Regions from separate parts of the Sus scrofa genome. Here regions 1, 2, 3 and 4 are each linked to region 5. Evidence: chromatin contacts called from public HiChIP or PLAC-seq and promoter capture Hi-C data. All regions are on one chromosome and are shown on one strand. Each heading gives the region's core, a stretch centred on a gene start, on an enhancer-like site or on the middle of the called end of the contact. The rest is flanking DNA. Distances are from core to core; before and after follow the strand shown.

Region 1 (3,467 bases), core at 474-2,973, 400 kb after region 5:
TATTTTCCAAAGCGCAAAGCAAGAAAAAGAAATTTTAGTTGTTATTTAAGCAATACGTACGTGCTTAGTAGTTAACATATTTATTACTTTGGAAATCTTTTATGATGGTGGTATGGTTCATACCAAGGGAAGTAACAACAGCTGTCCCATCAGCAACAGGGTCTGTTTTTAGGTTTGTTTGTTTGCTTTCTTTTTGGTTCAAGGGTGGGTTCTGAATGATAAAAAGATGTGACCTTCAGTTCAGTGAGCTTGTTACTAAAGCTAATTTAGAGTAAAAGAAACAAATACTAAGAAGCATTCAGAAATTCTGTTTATAGGAAAGAGTGTGTAATATTGTTAAAAACATAATGACACAATAAGCCATTCCTATTCTGGAACTAAGATAATAGCAATTCTCTAGGGCATATTTACATGTCACAAGCACCTAGAAAAAGATCCCTAGCAACACTGATATCTAAGTTGTGGGTTAAGTTACATGATCATTTAATTTACTTTCACATGGCCTGTCAAAGGAGCATGGTCATATAGGAAGAGGGTTTTCTCCTAATATTTGTTAATATTTATATGAAAGTGTTTTTTTCTCATTACCTCTTTCCAAAGGAATGAAAGGCAGGTGATTAGTGGATGCCTTAGGAATCAAATTTGCTGGTGGAAGAAATAATATTTTAAAATTTTACTATGAAATATTTTAAGTTTAAATGTCAAAGTATTCTTGCTAAAGATGTCTCATGAATTTCAAGCGTGGTATCTTTCAGGCTAACCAAGAAAGTGGAAGAACCATTTCCATCTGGCCAAACCTGCAGGATTTCACCAGAACATCTGCAAACCAGTTTTAAGGTCCCAGGGCAGATGGAATAATATCACTCTCAATTCTTGAAATACCTTCTACTAAGAAGCTACATTATTTTCAGGAAGCTAAGGCAACACTGTCATAAGCTGCCAGTATCCATAATCGCCTCCAGCCCTCCCCAAAGGAGAGGGCAAGTAGCAAAAGGCAAAATTTATATTCTCTTCTCATCTTCTTTTCCCAATTTTGACGACTTTCGTTGCCTCTGACCCCCATCTGCCTTGTCTAGCATTGTGGTGACTAATGATGAAAAAAAGTTCCAGGTGAAACAGCACTTTCCAGGACTTCCCCACCACCACCACCATTTACTCCGTGGAATTTTACTTTTAATAACTCTTTCCTTCGTTTGTCTTCAGTGAAGCCGCGAGCCAAGTACAGACTTTCCTAGAGAGCATGGACTCTCCAATGCCATGAATCTCAGAAACCTTTTTCATACAGGTAGTTGAAAATTAATCTGATCACTGTGGCCACCATAAAGTCTATTAATCCCGACAACTGCGAGGGTGAGAAGTCAGGGAGTGGGAGTTTACCTCTGCTAGGTTTCAAGGAAAGTCCGGAGAACCAACATCCCTCCACCCTTCCTCCTCTGACCCCTAGAGAGTCTCCAGGAGCCTCGCGTCTTCGAGCCCGGCCGGACCGGCTCAGTTCGGGCCAGAGCGCCCCCTCCTCCCCTCAAGCCCGACCCCACCAGTTTTTCAACTGTCACGATATACACTTTCTCCTTGGGATTATGAACCCAATCTTCACGGCAGCCAGCTCCCTCAATCCCACTCCTGGAGACTCACCAAGCAGTTCCGGCCACTCCTCTCCGGCCGCAGCAGATCGGACACCCGCAGGCCGGACTCTCCAACTGCTCTCTTCTTGCGCCTGCGCGCGCCGAACCTGCGCGCCTGCGCGCTCCTCCGGCGCGGCGGGCGCGGACACACCCCTGCAGCTGGAGCCAATCACCCTGGTGTGGGGGCGGGGGGGCGGTTTAAATCTCCCTGCCACGCAGGCGAAGAGTCTGGGGACTCACCGGTTAACCCGACAATTCGGGTCCCGCCCAAGATGGAAAGTGTTTATGCAATAAACATTTACCGAGGGCAAACCGTGTACCAGGCAATGTACGAGATGAATGTTGAGGAAGAGAAAACGAATAGAATGCCTCCCCGACCTTTGCCTAGACTGGGACATAGATATGTAAACAAATTGTAGTGGACAGAATATAGTGCTTGGAATATGAAAAATCCGAGGCGCCGTTGGGGCACAGTGAACAAAGCGCTTTATTCTTAGGGTATCTGGAAGAGTTCCCGGAGGAAGTGACTTTTGAATCGTGAAGGCTAAGTAGGAGTTCCCCCGGAAATTTGGAATGGAAGGAGATAGGAGTTTCCAGACTGTGAGAACAGAGTGTGCCAAGAACAACATAACACCTTCTGGAAATTCCTTGCAGTTCATCCTACTTGAGAGGCTTAAAGCGCGCCGCCTTCCGGTGAAGGGGAGAAAGGGTTTTTAAAAGTTGGCAATGATGTAGTTTCTGCTGTGACTCAGTGGGTTAAGGACTTAACAGTTGTCTCTGTGAGGATGCAGTTTCAATCTTTGGCCTGGCTCAGTGGGTTAAGGATCCTCCCATCTTGCTGCAGCTTCACAGATGCCCCAGGAATCTGGAGCTGCAGGCTGCAGCTTCAGCTCCTATTCAACCCCTGGCTTGGGAATTTTCATATGCCACAGATGCAGCTGTTAAAAAAAAAAGTTGGCAATGATACTACTACATGTGAAATAGATAACTAATAAGGACCTACTGTATAACACAGGGAATGATACCCAACATTTTGTAATATATATATCTGAATCACTGTGCTGTACTCATGAAACTAACATAACATTGTAAATCAATCATACTACAATTTTTTAAAAAAGTTAGATCTTAGAAGATCTTGCATTTTTTCACTTTACCATGATCACTGAGAATATCAAAAGATCTTAAGCAGGAGTTCCCAACGTGGCTCAGTGGTTAAAGAATCCGACTAGGAACCATGAGGTTGCAGGTTCGATCCCTGGCCTTCCTCAGTGGGTTAAGGATCTGGCATTGCAGTGAGCTATGGTGTAGGTTGCAGACGTGGCTCGGATCCCAAGTTGCTGTGGCTCTGGCGTAGGCCGGCGGCTATAGCTCCAATTGGACCCCTAGCCTGGGAACCTCCATATGCCAAAGGAGCAGCCCTAGAAAAGGCAAAAAGAGGGAAAAAAAAAAAAAGATTTTAAGCAGATCTGGAAATGCTTCCAGGCATCACTAAGAATAAAGCACAGTGCTGGAAATAAAAAACCTTTCACAGGAGTTTGTGTACTCCTAAAAGTTCAAGGAAGATGAAGCCTGGGAAATATCCTTCCAATTTAGTAACACAGAAGTCATTGGTGATCTTAGCGAAAACCATGTGATAGAATGATGAGGTTGAAAGATAGACTGCGGAGTTCCTGTTGTGGTGCAGTGGAAATGAATCAGACAAGTAACCGGGAGGTTATGGGTTCGATCCCTGGCCTTGCTCAGTGGGTTAAGGATCTGGCCATGAGCTGTGGTGTAGGTCGCAGACGTGGCTCGGATTCTGCATTGCTGTGGCTGTGGCGTAGGCCAGCAGCTGTAGCTCCC
Region 2 (3,101 bases), core at 70-2,569, 260 kb after region 5:
TACATGTTCTTGACCCTTAATACTTTCCCACAAAAAGGCTTCATATAGTCCTCATTTTTTCCTTGGATTTTTAAAAAATTGAGGTATAAATAACACAATACTATATTAGTTTCAGGTATATAACATAATAATTCACTATTTCTGTATATTGGAAAATGATCACCAGAACAAGTCCAATTAACATTCATCACCATACATAATTACAAATTTTTTTCCTGCTATGATCTTTCATTATCCATTCTCTTAGCTCTTTCCAAATATGCATTACAGTATTATTAACAATAGTCACCATGCTGTACGCCATAGTCCCATAATTTACTCATTTTATAACTGGATATTTGTATCTTTTGACCCATACATTTCTATTATTTAAAAATGCTATTATAAACTAAGGTTTTCACACACAAAAAGATTCTTAACCAGTTTTATTAATTTACTTAAGAAATACTTAAGAAAATGGCCTTAAATTCTATTATATATATATATTTATTTTGCTTCTTAGGGCTGCAGCTGCAGCATATGGAGGTTCCCAGGCTAGGGGGTCAAACTGGAGCTACAGCTGCTGGCCAACACCACAGCCATAGCAACGCCAGATCCTTAACACCTGAGTGAAGCCAGGGATCAAACTTGCATGCTCATAGATCCGAGTTGGGTTCGTTAACCACTGAGCCACCACAGAAACTCCTTTTTTTTTAGGGCTGATCCTGTGGCAAATGGAAGTTCCCAGGCTAGGAGTCAAATTGGAGCTGCAGATGCTGGCCTATACCACAGCTACAGCAATGCCAGATCTGAGCCACTTCTGAGACCTACGCCACAGCTCATGGCAATGCAGGATCCTTAACCCACTGAGCGAGGCCACATCCTCATGGATACTAGTGGGGTTCATTACCATTGAGCCACAATGGGAACTCCATAAATTCTGTAATATATTCTTTTTTTTGCTTCTCAGGGCCGCACCCACGACACATAGAGGTTCCCAGGCTAGGGGTCGAATCAGAGCTGCCAGCCTACACCACCACAGGATCTGAGTCACGTCTGTGACCTACACCACAGCTCATGACAGTGCTGGATCCTTAACCCACTGAGCAAGGCAACAGATCAATCCTGTAACCTCATGGTTCCTAGTTGGATTCTTTTCCACTGTGCCATGACGGGAATGCCTATAATATACTATATTTAAATGAATTTTAAATGTTATGTATCTCCCTTAGTCTATACTCCTATTGTTAAAATAAAAGGATTCTAAGAGGAGTCCCCTGGTGGCTCGGTGGACTAAAGATTAGGCGTGGTCACTTCAGTTGCTCTGGTTACGACTTAAGTAACACTGCATTTAATGAAGTAATAGAAAATATCTTTACTTATAAGGATTAGCATCTGAGTATCACTCTGAGAATTATTCTTATAATGTTCTATTACATAAATAAATATCTTTAAAATAGGGGAAAAAAAAACAGAAAATGCTGATAAAAATATTCCCACCATTTAGAGATAACCATTGTTAACATTTTGGTGTATGTAGTTCACTCTTTCAGACTTTTGCTATATTCCTGATAATACCTAATATCCCTTTCAGGTCTTAAATTCTGATATAAATATAGTAACTAAGAATACTTGTCTGGGAGTTCCCTCTGTGGCTCAGCGGAAACAAATCTGCCTAGTATCCATGAGGATGTGGGTTCAATCCCTGGCCTTGCTCAGAGAGTTAAGGATCCAGCATTGCCATGAGCTGTGGTGTAGGTCATGGACTCGGCTTGGATCTCATGTTGCTGTGGCTGTGGTGTAGGCCAGCAGCTACAGCTCTGATTGGACCCCTAGCCTGGGAACCTCCATATACCATGGGTGTGGCCCTAAAAAGACAAAAAAAATAAAAAATTTTAAAAAAAAGAATATTTGTCCTAAGTCAACTGTATTTCAATAAAATTTATTGAAAAAAAAGAACACTTGAATGAGGAAATAAGCCCAATTATTTTTATTTTTTGTTTTACTCTAGTTATTTATGGTACTCATAAGCATAGTTTCACCAATATTTATACTTAAATAACTTAATGTTTTTATTTTAACTTGAAATGTCTACTTAATTTCTCATTGGGAAAGCATGCTTCAGCTCTACCTCTCAGGCATACAAATCTATCTAAGCCACACTGTCCACTTGGCAGTAGCTTATTATAAGTGCATGAAACCTACCTAGGAAGAAAAAGAAGGCCTCATCTGTGCCAGCTTTGCAAAACAGCCCCACAAATTATCAGGAAATACTATTCACTCATCATAAACATCAAGCTGGTCCCTCAATGCTACTCTGAGTCATTCATCTTTGGGTCTGTGCTCAGCATAAATCTTCAGAGTCCCTTCCCACTAAAAGCTTGCCTAGGAGTTAATCAACATCATTTGGGTCCTATTTCTGGTCTTTTGAAGCAGATTTAAAACAAAAACAAAAACAAAAACAAAAAAACAGGCAACAGGCTATATATATTTGACTGACAGATAAAACTAGATTTCCTATTTGCCTTTTCCATTTTATACTCTGAACTACAGATAAATTTATTTCCCATATTTATTCATATCATATATATCCATGCACTGCATACCATGGAAATTGTTGTTTAAACAGTTTCCAAGGAACAGGAGGAGAAAGAAACTACAACAAAATTTTGAAATGCAGGTAAACATGAATAAGGTCAACTGAAACCTATGTCATACCTAAGGAAGAGAGAGAAGAAAGAATCGTTGTTCAGGGCTGGGGAAGTAAGGGGGGCAGGGGAACAGTCTTGAGATATGCAGGTCCCAGAACTGGGGCAGGAAGTTATTTATTAAATCCATAACAGGGACCTAGCACTGAATAGAGTGCATTGGGAGATTTGAAAGATATTTAAAACACTGTCTTGATCTACAATGAGCCTATCTAAACGACAATGAAAACATAACCATATGAAACTATGGGATGCAGCAAAAAGTTCTTAGAGGGAAGTTCGAAGTGATACAGGAAATTAAAAAAAAACTCAAATAAACAATCTAACCCAACCCCTAAAAGAAGTAGAAAAAAAGAACAAACAAACCTAAAGTCAGTAGAAGGAAGGAAATAATGAAGATCAGAGAGGAAATAG
Region 3 (3,428 bases), core at 683-3,182, 320 kb after region 5:
GACAAACCACATAATCAGTAGATTCTGTATGCTCCAGTGAGCTTCAGCAAAGACGGTGGAAGTTAACAAACCCTGAAACGTAGCTGCATCTGTATATGATTCTGTGAGGAGATAGGAGTGGTCCCAACTTCTTGGCTGGGGTTTATTGACATCATCTGCTCCTGAAGCAGCAGCCTGCTAATAACTGCTTACACCTGGCTATCTGCAGTCTTGACCTTCGACTCCCTGCTGAAGGGTCAAGGCTCCTAACCTGAGCTAAAAGTAAATAACTTCTGTGCCCCTCTTTTCCCTCCTCTTTTGTTTAATATGTTATTCTCCATGTGGCTGCAAATAACTTAATTTCAACAGCATTTTCTTAAACTAATCCATGCTATTATTAATTCCTAGTTTCCAAGGAACTGAGAACTTACTGTTAGGAGTGGTCAGTATTGTTATCCTGAGGACCCAGAAGAACAGTTTCACAAGAAGAGGATCAGCTAGAGGCTATCTTGAGAGTGGCAGCTGTACCCACGAAAACCCACCGACCCTGAGCCACTACATCTGTAAGGCTGAAACCAGATGTCATAAACCATGCACCAATATTAAACACAGCAGTTCAGACACGTGCTTGCTTTCCTGCCTTCTTCATTGTACCTCTTTTGTATTTTCCTTCTTTCTTTTCAGTTTTTGCTCCTTTCCCTCATTTCATTGCTTTCCTCATTATTCTGTCAATTCCATGACTTTTCAAAGCCAATCACCACCAATCAGGACAAACATAATCCCTGCTAGTACCAAATTCTGTTATGGGAGATTATGCCTGATTTGACCCTTCGGCCCAATTTTCCAGCCAACTTATGTCCTGGAAAATTTTAAACCTCCCAAATGGTTCCAATATGTGCTTTCTGGTCCCAAAACACATTGTCAGCTTTATCTCCTACCACTCACCTCCCTCCACACACCCTCTCAACCGAAACTCTTGTTTCCTAACAGCCTAAGTCCTTAGATCTCAGTATTGTGCTCTTTACATCTTCTGCACCTGTCAGCAAACTCTATTAGCTCTTTAAAAAGCTACTAGCTTCAAACGCCAACCCTTCTGAGAAGCCCTCCCTGAATTTCCAAACCTATCAGAGGAAAATCAGTGAAAAGGGAAAGAAATTGTGTGTCCGCGCAGTGGATGCCTTAACAGCTGAGAAGTGCAGGGTCACATTCAGCCATGAGGAACCGGGCACTGGCTACAATGAGGGTTAAAACGACTTCCCTCTAGTCGTAGATCTTCTTTTGGGCACAGAATGAAATCACGACCCCTCTGAGCCTCTTTCCCTTTCATGCCTTCCTCCACAGCTTCACAGAGAAACCCCTGGGCAGGCAGGAACACACACAACTCTGCCTCAGTCCTCACAGATACTCCAGAGCCACCGAGAAGAGACAGGAGACCGCGGCTCCCTCACGCGCCAAGAGACATTTTGCCAGCCCTTCTCAGCAAACCCAGAGAAAAAGGCCCAATTCGTGCATCACCAAGACTTGGGCCGCGGTCCCTCAAAACCCCTGCTGGCAGGACTCCAGGGACGCAGACAGGGCAGACCACCCTGAGACCATTCACTCACCACTACCCGCCGGGCAGTAATCGAAAACTCAACCCAAGCGAGGCCTGGTCCTGCCAGGCTTTACAGTTTCCGGACGCTGGCCCCTTGGACCACTTTGTGTCTGATCTCGCCGCGCCAGAATCTCTTGAGAGAGAGGCGGGTTCCTCAATCTCGACTCAGCTCTTTTGACGCCTCAGGCTCTCCCTCCCGCCCAGACTCACCTTTTGCTGAGGGGCCGGACCCTCACGGCCACCCGCACATTGGCCATCCCTCCGCCACGGCTCAAACCCCACAGGTCCGCCCTGCTGCTGCATCCCCGGCCCCAACCCCAAGCCCAGTCCCAACCCTGTCCGGCCCCGCCTGCCCCACGCGCCTCACGGGACGGCCCCTCCCATGCGCCAGCGGCTGCCCGACCAGGGCGGTGCCTGCCAAGCCTTGGCCAATCCTGAGCTCCGTGGGCGGGAGGACGCGCGGGCTGCCCCGCCTCGCTCCGCCCACACGCCTCACGGGGACGACCCCGCCCGCGCGCGCCGCTGCCTGACCCCGGCTTTGACTGCAGAGCCTAGACCAATCCTGAGCCCCGCGGGTGGGAAGGCGCAGATCCTGGCCGGGTGGGGCCTGCCCTGCCTACTAGGAACTAACTTGTTCTCCCTTTGTGGACGGCGGTAGTGAGTCAAGTAAATACGTTAAGTTTGGTGAACGCCAGACAATTTACAAAATAATTTGCTAAATATTTTTATTCGCTGCGTTCGCCTGAGCTGTCAATTCTTAAGTTTTAAGGGTGGAAATGAAATGGGCAACAAATGTTTTTGCAGTTCTCTATAAGGAGCATGGTCTTTCTTTGACGGGGCATTGGAGTTAAAGGAGTTTAGAACGCTTACTGGAGAGCTTCTCTAGATTGTACTGGAAGCTCATAGCCACCATTACAGTTTGTGATCGTGAAGGGTATATTACCAGATAGAATTAGTTCATTAATTCACCCAAGAAATAGCTACTGCCTGCCAAGAGTCAAGTTGTTCTAAGGCCCTGAGGATACAGCCCCAGGCTTCGTGGAAATTAGAATCCCCAGGGAAGGGAAGAGAGAATAAATACACAATTATATGGTAACTTGAATGGTGCTAAATGAGATTTTTTGAAAAAGGAGAGCAAGGAGGTATGGTAATGGTCTCTGTGTGTGTATGTAGGGGGAAAGGTGCTGCTTTATATGGGATATTCAGGAAAGGCCTTATTGATAAGGTGACAAACAGGTTTGAATAAACTGGGGGGGGCAACTTGCAGGTATTAATTTTATGTATCTAATGAGTAATTCCTAAGAAATCACCTATTATAACCAGGCTCATTGCAGAGAAGAGAGCAAGCAAAGCTCTGACCTCAGGCAGCTTGGTGAGAGAAACTAATAATATGTGAAGCAATTTAAGTAAAATGTGTATGAGATTAGCTAAAGAAAAAATAAAGCAGAAAGGGGATAGGAAGTAAGTAAAGAGGGTGCTGAAACTGTAGATAATGTGGCCCTGGAAGTCCTCGGGAAAGCCTCGTGGAGAATGTGACACTTAAGAAAAATCTTAAGGATGTAAAAGAAGAGTCATGCTGTTGTGTGGAAGGGCAATTTCAGACACAGGGAACAAGCACATGTAAAGGCCCTGAACTTGAAGAAAGCCTGAAATGTTAGAGGAACAGCAGGAAAACCAATGGGGATAGAATGGCATGGCAGAGGCAGAGAGTCATAAAGGGAGCATGAGACCAAGGTAAAGCCTTTGGATTTTATTCTAGGTGAGGTGGAAAGCCATTGGAAAGTGTTAAGGAGAAAAGTAAAATTATGTGGTTTATATTTTTAAAAGATTACTCTGGCCACTGTTTTGAGACTAT
Region 4 (3,520 bases), core at 140-2,639, 350 kb after region 5:
ACGTTCTAAAGGGATAAATCCCAAATCTTGTAGCATGAACTTTGCAAATTACTTTGGTACAGAACTAGACAACACTAGTGAGAGCATTATGCAACGTGGCAGAAAGAAAACACAGGAGAGAAGTGAGGAAGGTGAGAACTATGGAGTGCTGTGGTTATGTTTTGTCTACTTTCCAATGCATTCCTTACTTCCACTCATTTTCCCCAAAATCCATAAAAAGTCTTGTTACTAGGTCTTCAAGTTCTTCAACAGTTTAAACTCTTTCAAGACAGTGTCACAAGTCATCCTAGAGATGATATGATGTGTCAGAAAAGGGAGAGCATCGGGATCTAACTACTTCGCTAGTTGAGTGACTTGGACATGTTTCTTGGTCTCCTTAGGTTTTTGTTTTTGCATCTTAAAATTACTCTAAGCAGATAATAGAATTCTCTAATGACTCTTCTGGGTATAAAGACTTGCATATTTCCCACAAATCTTCCATCATGTGTATACCGCTAATCTCTGCAGATGGTTTTACCTATTTTTCTCAGTTTCCTTTTTTAGTGAAATTTCTCAACTTCTTCATTACCTCAAAATTTCTTTCTCTTCTCTTAACCCCACTTTCCCCATTCCCTTGTCACATCTGCTATTTCTATTTCATTACTCCCTCACATCTTCAATTTCTCCCTCCATTGGCTCTTTCCCTTTGACCTGCGAACATGCGCTTCCTTGCCGAATCTAAAACTACCACCCCCTTGAGCTAGTCTCCCTCTTCTCTTCTCAAAATTAACACCTTCCTTCATTCAGGTTCCAAGGTTTTATGGGTCTTCTTCGCCAATATTTTTTTCCCCTGGCCTTTAAAGATGCATGCCTCCCTTGCCGCTCTCCTGTATCCAGCGTCTCCCGTAATGCCTCAATATTTCACACAAACGAGCGTTATTTGGAGATTTATGTTTTAGCACCCACCCGTACTTCCCAACCCCGCCACCCATTACAATCTACAGGCGGTATCACTGAATGAAAAAAAGCGGGGAACACTAATCTTTATTATCGCCCATGAAATGATCTGGAGTAACTCACTCGCCAGACACTTGAAACACCTTCTCAGAATCAAGATTTTGCAGAACCCACAGCGGACTAGACACTTCTGCCGCCCGCAAGGAGCTCCACTTGCCTCGAACCTAGCACAGCCTCCAGCTAACCCTCACACCCACTCCCGCAGCCAACACCACCACCACCACCTCACAGCCATCTTCTGTCACCACTTTGGGCACCCCCTTAATGACGCCATAGCCCCCACGCACCTGAGTGACCAACCCTGAAGCTACGAAATGGCCCAGCAGTAGCCCGGCAGCGTTTGGCGCGGAGGCCAGGTCCCAGGGGCTAGCGGCAGCCATGGCTGGGCAACACCTTCCCGGGTGGCGCGGAGAGTGAGTGGAACGCTCGGCGCGGCTCGATGACGTCACAGGGTGTTTCCTCCCGGGCGGGGAACTCATCCCCTGCGAGCGCGGGTCCTGGTTCTTTCTCCACCCAGCCGGCTGTGAGCTGAGGGGTAGGAGGCGAGTTCCGGGATTCCGGATCCTCCCTAGGCTCCTAGCGGCGGCTGGTTTCGGAAGAGCTGCAAAATCGGCAGGGCCTGGTGTTCTGCTCTTTCTTCCCAGCCACTCTTGGGCTGGCCCCCAAGATCCAGGGATCCGCAGGAGGTGACAGCTGAGGCTTCAGACCCAGCCGGGAGGCCAACCGGGTGGCTGGGTGCCTGGACCGAGCGGTGACAGCTGCGCTTCCTTCCCACAGGGACCTGAGCAGTGGCGCTAGGATGGGAAACAGTGCCCTCCGTGCTCATGTGGAAACCGCGCAGAAAACTGGTGTCTTTCAGCTTAAGGATCGTGGGCTGACCGAGGTGAGACTGGAAGGACTCGGACCAGGGAATTTAAAGGGAGAGGGACGGCGGGCGGGGAAGTTAAAGGATTCTCTGCGCTGTGAACCCCTTTCATCAGTTCCCCTCAGAGTTGCAGAAGCTGACAAGCAATCTCAGGACCATCGACTTGTCCAGCAACAAGATCGAGAGTCTACCGCCTATGATTATAGGGAAGTTCACTCTACTGAAGAGCCTCTCCTTGAACAACAACAGACTGAGTACGGCTTTTGCGCCTGGGGAGGCTTTTGCGCCTGGGGAGGTTTGCTCCTGGGGAAGCTTTTGCTAGTGATAAGGTGTTAAAGAGGGTGGTTTTTCTCTTGGAATATAGTGTGGAGTGTGATTATAATGTTATAAAACTAGTTTTCAAATAAATATATCAGAATCTTAAGGGAAAAAAAGGGTGGTTTTTTCCTAACAAGCTGATTGTTGTTATGAAACAGTTCAGGAGCTCAAGACTAGGGAGAATGTCTGAGTCCTTGAAGCTTTCTATCTGTTGTAATTATATTTATAAGCCTCCTCTGGTATTGTATTGTTGGGGATGGGGTTAATTTGGATTTGAAAGGGACTGTCTTTGGGAGGTAATGTAGGCAGGGCTAATTTTGCTACTGATTTGGAAGGGCAGATGGGATGGAAAGGGGAGGGTGTTCCAAATCCCACAAAACTGCTGTGGGATTGTGCAGTGGCCCCTTCACAAAAGGAGCCCATTATACACATAATGCTTTCCCGCATTTTTTTTTTTTTTTTTTGGTCTTTTGTCCTTTTAGGGCCACACCGGCGGCATATGGAGGTTCCTGGGCTAGGGGTCTAATTGGAACTGTTGCTGCTGGCCTACGCCAGAGCCACAGCAATGCCAGATCTGAGCCACGTCTGCAACCTATACCACAGCTCACAACAACGCCAGATCCTTAACCCGCTGAGAGGGGCCAGAGATCAAACCTGTAACCTCAAGGTTTCCTAGTAGGATTCATTTCCGCTACACCACGATGGAAACTCCACTTTCCTGCATTTTGATCCTCACCTTCTGAAGACTATGTTGGTAAAAAGGTATAAAAATGGCACAACATGTGAAATGCCTATACATATGTATATATGTATACATATATATATATATATATTTTTTTTTTTTTTGTCTTTTGTCTTTTTTTTAGGGCTGAACCCCTGGCTTATGGAGGTTCCCAGGCTAGGGGTCAAATTTGAGCTACAGCTGCTGGCCTAGACCACAGCCACAGCAACGCCTAATCCAACTTGCGTCTTCGGCCTACACCACAGCTCACAGCAACGCCGGATCCTTAGCCCACTGGGCGAGGCCAGGGATGGAACACTGCAACCACAACCTCAAGGTTCCTAGTCAGATTCGTTTCCGCTGCGCCACAATAGGGAACTCCAAAAATTCCTATGTATATTAACAAGAGGAGTAACAGCTACCATGTAGTTTTTATATACTTCATCAAAAGTGCTTTTCAGCTGTTATCAGATTCAGATTTTTACATTTTTCTTTGCCAGCTGTTCTTCCTGATGAGTTATGCCATCTGAAAAAGCTAGAGACACTAAGTCTAAACAACAATCACTTAAGAGAGCTGCCATCTACTTTTGGGCAACTGTCTGCCCTGAAGACCCTGAGCA
Region 5 (3,506 bases), core at 476-2,975:
GACTGCAGAGGGTCCTTGTGGAAGCAGAGGTTTGATCCCCAGCACAGGGCAGAAGCAGTGGATTAGGGGATCTGCATAGATTGCAGCTGTGGGTTGGATTCAATCCTTCGCCCAGGAACTTCCATATGCTGTTGGCACTTAGTGCTAGGCATAATTTCAATGAATCTGAAATTTTTTCCCCTATAAATTTCTTTGACTTTAAAGTATTTACAGAAACACTAATCCTTTCGGATTTAAATTAGTTGCCCTGCCTGTACTCTGAAGTGAACTATACTCTGTTAGACAAAGTAATGCAAAAAGCAACTTGTGGTTTTAATCAGTGGAACAAAAACAATTTGGCAACTTCTTTAAGTTTGAATAGAACAGATGAGCTGCATCATCAATTGCCTTTAATGTACATTTTGTCCTGCTTTTTATCCAAGAATCTAGTCAAGACAGACTGCTGTTTTTCGAATAATGTCAAGAGGCTCTGGCATTTCCCGAACAAGAAGAAACAGATTCAATAATAGTTATGAGATTGAATATAGGATTCATATTTAACCTTTCTACATTCTTAATTAGCTTTAATCATGATGTCACTTGAGTGAAGAAAAAGATTTAAAGTCAAATGAAGGTTGTAATGCATCACAATCTTTCAGTCCATGGCAGACTCCTGGGAGTCACTGTGATTATTGAGTAAAAAAAAGCATAGGACAAGGGACGTTTAAGATACGCACGTTTTTGGTTCTGCCACTAAATAGTTTTGTAGATCCAGGAAAGCTGTTAAACTTCTTGGAGTTTTTTTCTTCTGTAAGTTGGTGGGTAAGGATGGGAGAGGGGTTTAATCGTAAGGTTGCCTCTTTACCAAACAGCTTGATACATCAACACCGAATACAAATTATCCCACACAGCCTCAATGCTCCGCCCCCCTCCCTTTTTTTTTGGAAAGCCTTCTACGGACTCCCACATTCTCTTGCTTAGAATCATATACTGCACCTCCCAGGGCTGCTCACTGAACCCTTCAGTGGTGATGTTTCAAAAAGGGAATGAAATCTTGTTCGCTACAGTTGTGGAAACCCTAAGGATACGCCGGGCTCCAGGCTAATATTCCTTTCCGGAGGTTTCTGTCTCCTTGCTTACAGTTTTAGGCTTTTCCCAGCACTCATCGGTGATTAGCTTTATGTTAGGTTGTTCTGGGGAAGACGCCAATTTGCCAGATCCTGGCAGCGCTGGTTCATGCCAGGAGGTGGCACGGCAGGGCCTCACGACTTGGGGCCCTTCTTCATGACCCAATGCCTCAGCTCAGCTTGTGGAAATTCGTATGGTGAGAAAGCATTTTCGATTTTCTTCAGAAAAGGCCAACCCTGGCGTCACAACCATCACTATATAACCAAGATAACTGTTGAGCTAGGAAGACCCCACTGTGAGCCAACTAGTCCCAGAAGCCCACTTCTCCTCTCTGGGCCGGCAGGCAGTTGACGTTGAGGCTGGAACTACGAGGTCCAGAATCCCCTCGCGCACGCGCGCTTCCATTGTGATGCTCCTTTCCCGGTAACTCGCCCTCTCAGGCAAACCTGAAGATAGCGGCAATTCTCCGGTGGGGGCGGAGATGTTCTTTGCCTGACTCTCCGCCCCTTTCGTGATAGGCAATGGGACCAGCCAACCGATGTGGCGGACTCGGGACGCGTTCTCCAATCAGCACCTGTGGCGGAGAGGTGGGCGTGCGCACTGGCAGGGCAGGTGGGCTAGGCTGTGCTAGGTTGCGACGGGGGAGAATAACGTCGGGTCGGGTCAGCGGGCGCTGCAGTAGTCGCCGCAGCGGCGATGGGAGCGGTAGGGACCAGGCGGCGGCGGTGGCGGCAAGAGGAGAAGCAGGGGCTGAAACTAGAGCAGCGGCTGAGGGCCGCCAGCAGCAGCAGTAACTGCAGCAGCCGCCGCCGCCGCCAGTAAACGCGGACGGTACCCGAGGGGACTACTCGGCCGGCCGGCCCTCGAAGCCGCGCTGGGTCCCGCCGCAGTCGTCGGCGGGGGATGGGCAGGCGGCGGCAGTCCCGCCTGCTGTGGGTTGACTCCTGCGGGTCCCGGCCCTGAGCTGGACCGGAACCCTCCGCCCGAATCGCTGCGTTTGCCACGGCCCAGGTAGGACACACCCCCCCGGACCCCCTGGGCGCAGCTGGGGGAGCTCCGCACCCTGCCCTCCCCTACTCCTAACCCCCTCCTGCGGCCGCACCCCTAGCCCAATGACCGACCCAGGTGTGGAGGGAAGGGGTACCAGAGACTCCCGGGTCGCAGACTCCCTGGGTTTGTGCCAGACCTAGTCACTCCAACTCGGAGATCGCCTGCTTCTCCTCGGTTTCCCCAAAGGGTTGTGCCTCGTATCCCCAGAAGCTTTTGGTGTCTTCACTGAACTTCGAGGGTCACAAAGCTTCGTTCTATTTCTTTTTCTGTGGGTGACCCACATACCACTTGTATTCATGTTGAGTCTGGTACCAGGACTAAATCCAGGATTCTCAGCATATCCTGAGCGGTTCTTTCCCATCCGGCTCCCCCAAATGCGATAGAAGAGGGCATGGGACTGTAGAATCTGTTGTGTAGTAACGGCAATGGAGGCCCTGACTTTCTGGTACTTAGGGTGCAAGGTAGAAGGATTTGCTCGTCGTTGGCTTTGACTAAGATGATGTTGACACTCCGGGATGCTGTGGGAGGGACGAGAGTCCACACGTATTTACCTGCACATCCGAAGTAAATAATCCATTGGGAATCCAGGATACTTTATCCACAGTGAACTTAATTTTATTTGAGTCGTGGCTGCGTTAGAAGGTAAAAATGACATTGAGTTGTACTTTGCTTTGAATTAAAGTTGGTAGGTGGCAGCAATCCGGCATTAACTCTTCTCATCCCTTGCTTTAGAAATTGTTCTTTGAACATCAAAAAGGGCAATGTTGTTATAATTTGTGTTCATGTAAAGATGTTTTGGTATTAAATAGAAAGCAAGTTTTTTAATGCATGTATGAGGTTTGCATTATTATGAATGGGCACATGTACACACGGAGTATCCACTCAGTGTGTTTTTGTTACAGTGTTTGGTTCTGAGCCATTAATAACAGTTGCATTGGTTTCTAACACTGATTTGTCATGATGGGCCACAAAGATGTGTTTACTATATTCTTTTGGCTAAATATAATAGAGTAACGTTCATTTGGGTAGAAAGGGTGATGGGAGATTGATTTTAAATCTGAACACTGTATAGTTCTTTTTTAAATAAAGCAGTATTGAGAACAAATATTACTTATATGACTAATCTTGAAGAATTCATCTTAACTAAAATTTTTTCAAATAACAGGTGTGTGGACTTGGATTACATATTGTGATCTTTTGAAATTGAAAACATATTGAAAGGAATCTGTATAGAAGCTTATGTTTTCCTATGTGGTACATTTTTATCAAGGCACAAGCATGATTATGAAGGAAAGTTTAGCTAGAATGTTAGGAAATACTTTTTATTCTTTCAGTTTTAGACACATGAA

What was found. Promoter capture Hi-C pulls out the DNA fragments that hold promoters and counts their contacts. HiChIP or PLAC-seq counts read pairs in DNA pulled down with a chosen protein or histone mark.
Region 1: a promoter capture Hi-C map of liver shows a contact between it and region 5, with 5 times the contacts expected there. The contact joins the promoter of SNAP23 here to the promoter of TTBK2 in region 5. A contact is called at or near these places in 3 of 5 promoter capture datasets (fetal liver, fetal skeletal muscle and liver), 13 of 47 Hi-C or Micro-C datasets (alveolar macrophages, brain, embryonic fibroblasts and 7 more) and 2 of 2 datasets of contacts at active chromatin or transcription factors (alveolar macrophages and skeletal muscle).
Region 2: an H3K27ac HiChIP or PLAC-seq map of alveolar macrophages shows a contact between it and region 5. The contact joins the enhancer-like site here to the promoter of TTBK2 in region 5. A contact is called at or near these places in 2 of 5 promoter capture datasets (fetal liver and liver), 9 of 47 Hi-C or Micro-C datasets (alveolar macrophages, embryonic fibroblasts, epiblast stem cells and 4 more) and 2 of 2 datasets of contacts at active chromatin or transcription factors (alveolar macrophages and skeletal muscle).
Region 3: an H3K27ac HiChIP or PLAC-seq map of alveolar macrophages shows a contact between it and region 5. The contact joins the promoter of STARD9 here to the promoter of TTBK2 in region 5. A contact is called at or near these places in 3 of 5 promoter capture datasets (fetal liver, fetal skeletal muscle and liver), 3 of 47 Hi-C or Micro-C datasets (embryonic fibroblasts and heart right ventricle) and 2 of 2 datasets of contacts at active chromatin or transcription factors (alveolar macrophages and skeletal muscle).
Region 4: a contact with region 5 is called in an H3K27ac HiChIP or PLAC-seq map of alveolar macrophages. The contact joins the promoter of HAUS2 here to the promoter of TTBK2 in region 5. A contact is called at or near these places in 4 of 5 promoter capture datasets (fetal liver, fetal skeletal muscle and liver), 10 of 47 Hi-C or Micro-C datasets (brain, embryonic fibroblasts, fetal skeletal muscle and 5 more) and 2 of 2 datasets of contacts at active chromatin or transcription factors (alveolar macrophages and skeletal muscle).

Annotation. Positions count from the first base shown.
Region 1 is chr1:128,887,232-128,890,698 of Sscrofa11.1, forward strand. SNAP23 (synaptosome associated protein 23) reads right to left here and starts at 1,724. Exons shown (of 8, transcript NM_001244719.1): 1 at 1,633-1,724.
Region 2 is chr1:128,753,067-128,756,167 of Sscrofa11.1, forward strand. The region is part of intron 3 of STARD9 (stAR-related lipid transfer protein 9); the gene reads right to left. Among named protein-coding and RNA genes, the nearest start is that of STARD9, 54 kb to the right of the region's middle. Within about 2 kb of position 1,320, at least 1 of the 83 cell types and tissues checked has an H3K27ac peak or open chromatin away from gene starts, as enhancers often do. A contact at or near this core is called in alveolar macrophages, where this site is marked.
Region 3 is chr1:128,807,019-128,810,446 of Sscrofa11.1, forward strand. STARD9 (stAR-related lipid transfer protein 9) reads right to left here and starts at 1,933. Exons shown (of 35, transcript XM_021097164.1): 1 at 1,784-1,933. The coding sequence starts at 1,830.
Region 4 is chr1:128,837,638-128,841,157 of Sscrofa11.1, forward strand. It overlaps HAUS2 (HAUS augmin like complex subunit 2), which reads right to left and starts at 1,390. Exons shown (of 6, transcript NM_001243905.1): 1 at 1,284-1,390. The coding sequence starts at 1,376. It overlaps LRRC57 (leucine rich repeat containing 57), which reads left to right and starts at 1,500. Exons shown (of 6, transcript NM_001244811.1): 1 at 1,500-1,682; 2 at 1,774-1,879; 3 at 1,977-2,115; 4 at 3,401-3,520. The coding sequence starts at 1,796.
Region 5 is chr1:128,487,961-128,491,466 of Sscrofa11.1, forward strand. TTBK2 (tau-tubulin kinase 2) reads left to right here and starts at 1,726. Exons shown (of 15, transcript XM_003353383.5): 1 at 1,726-2,118.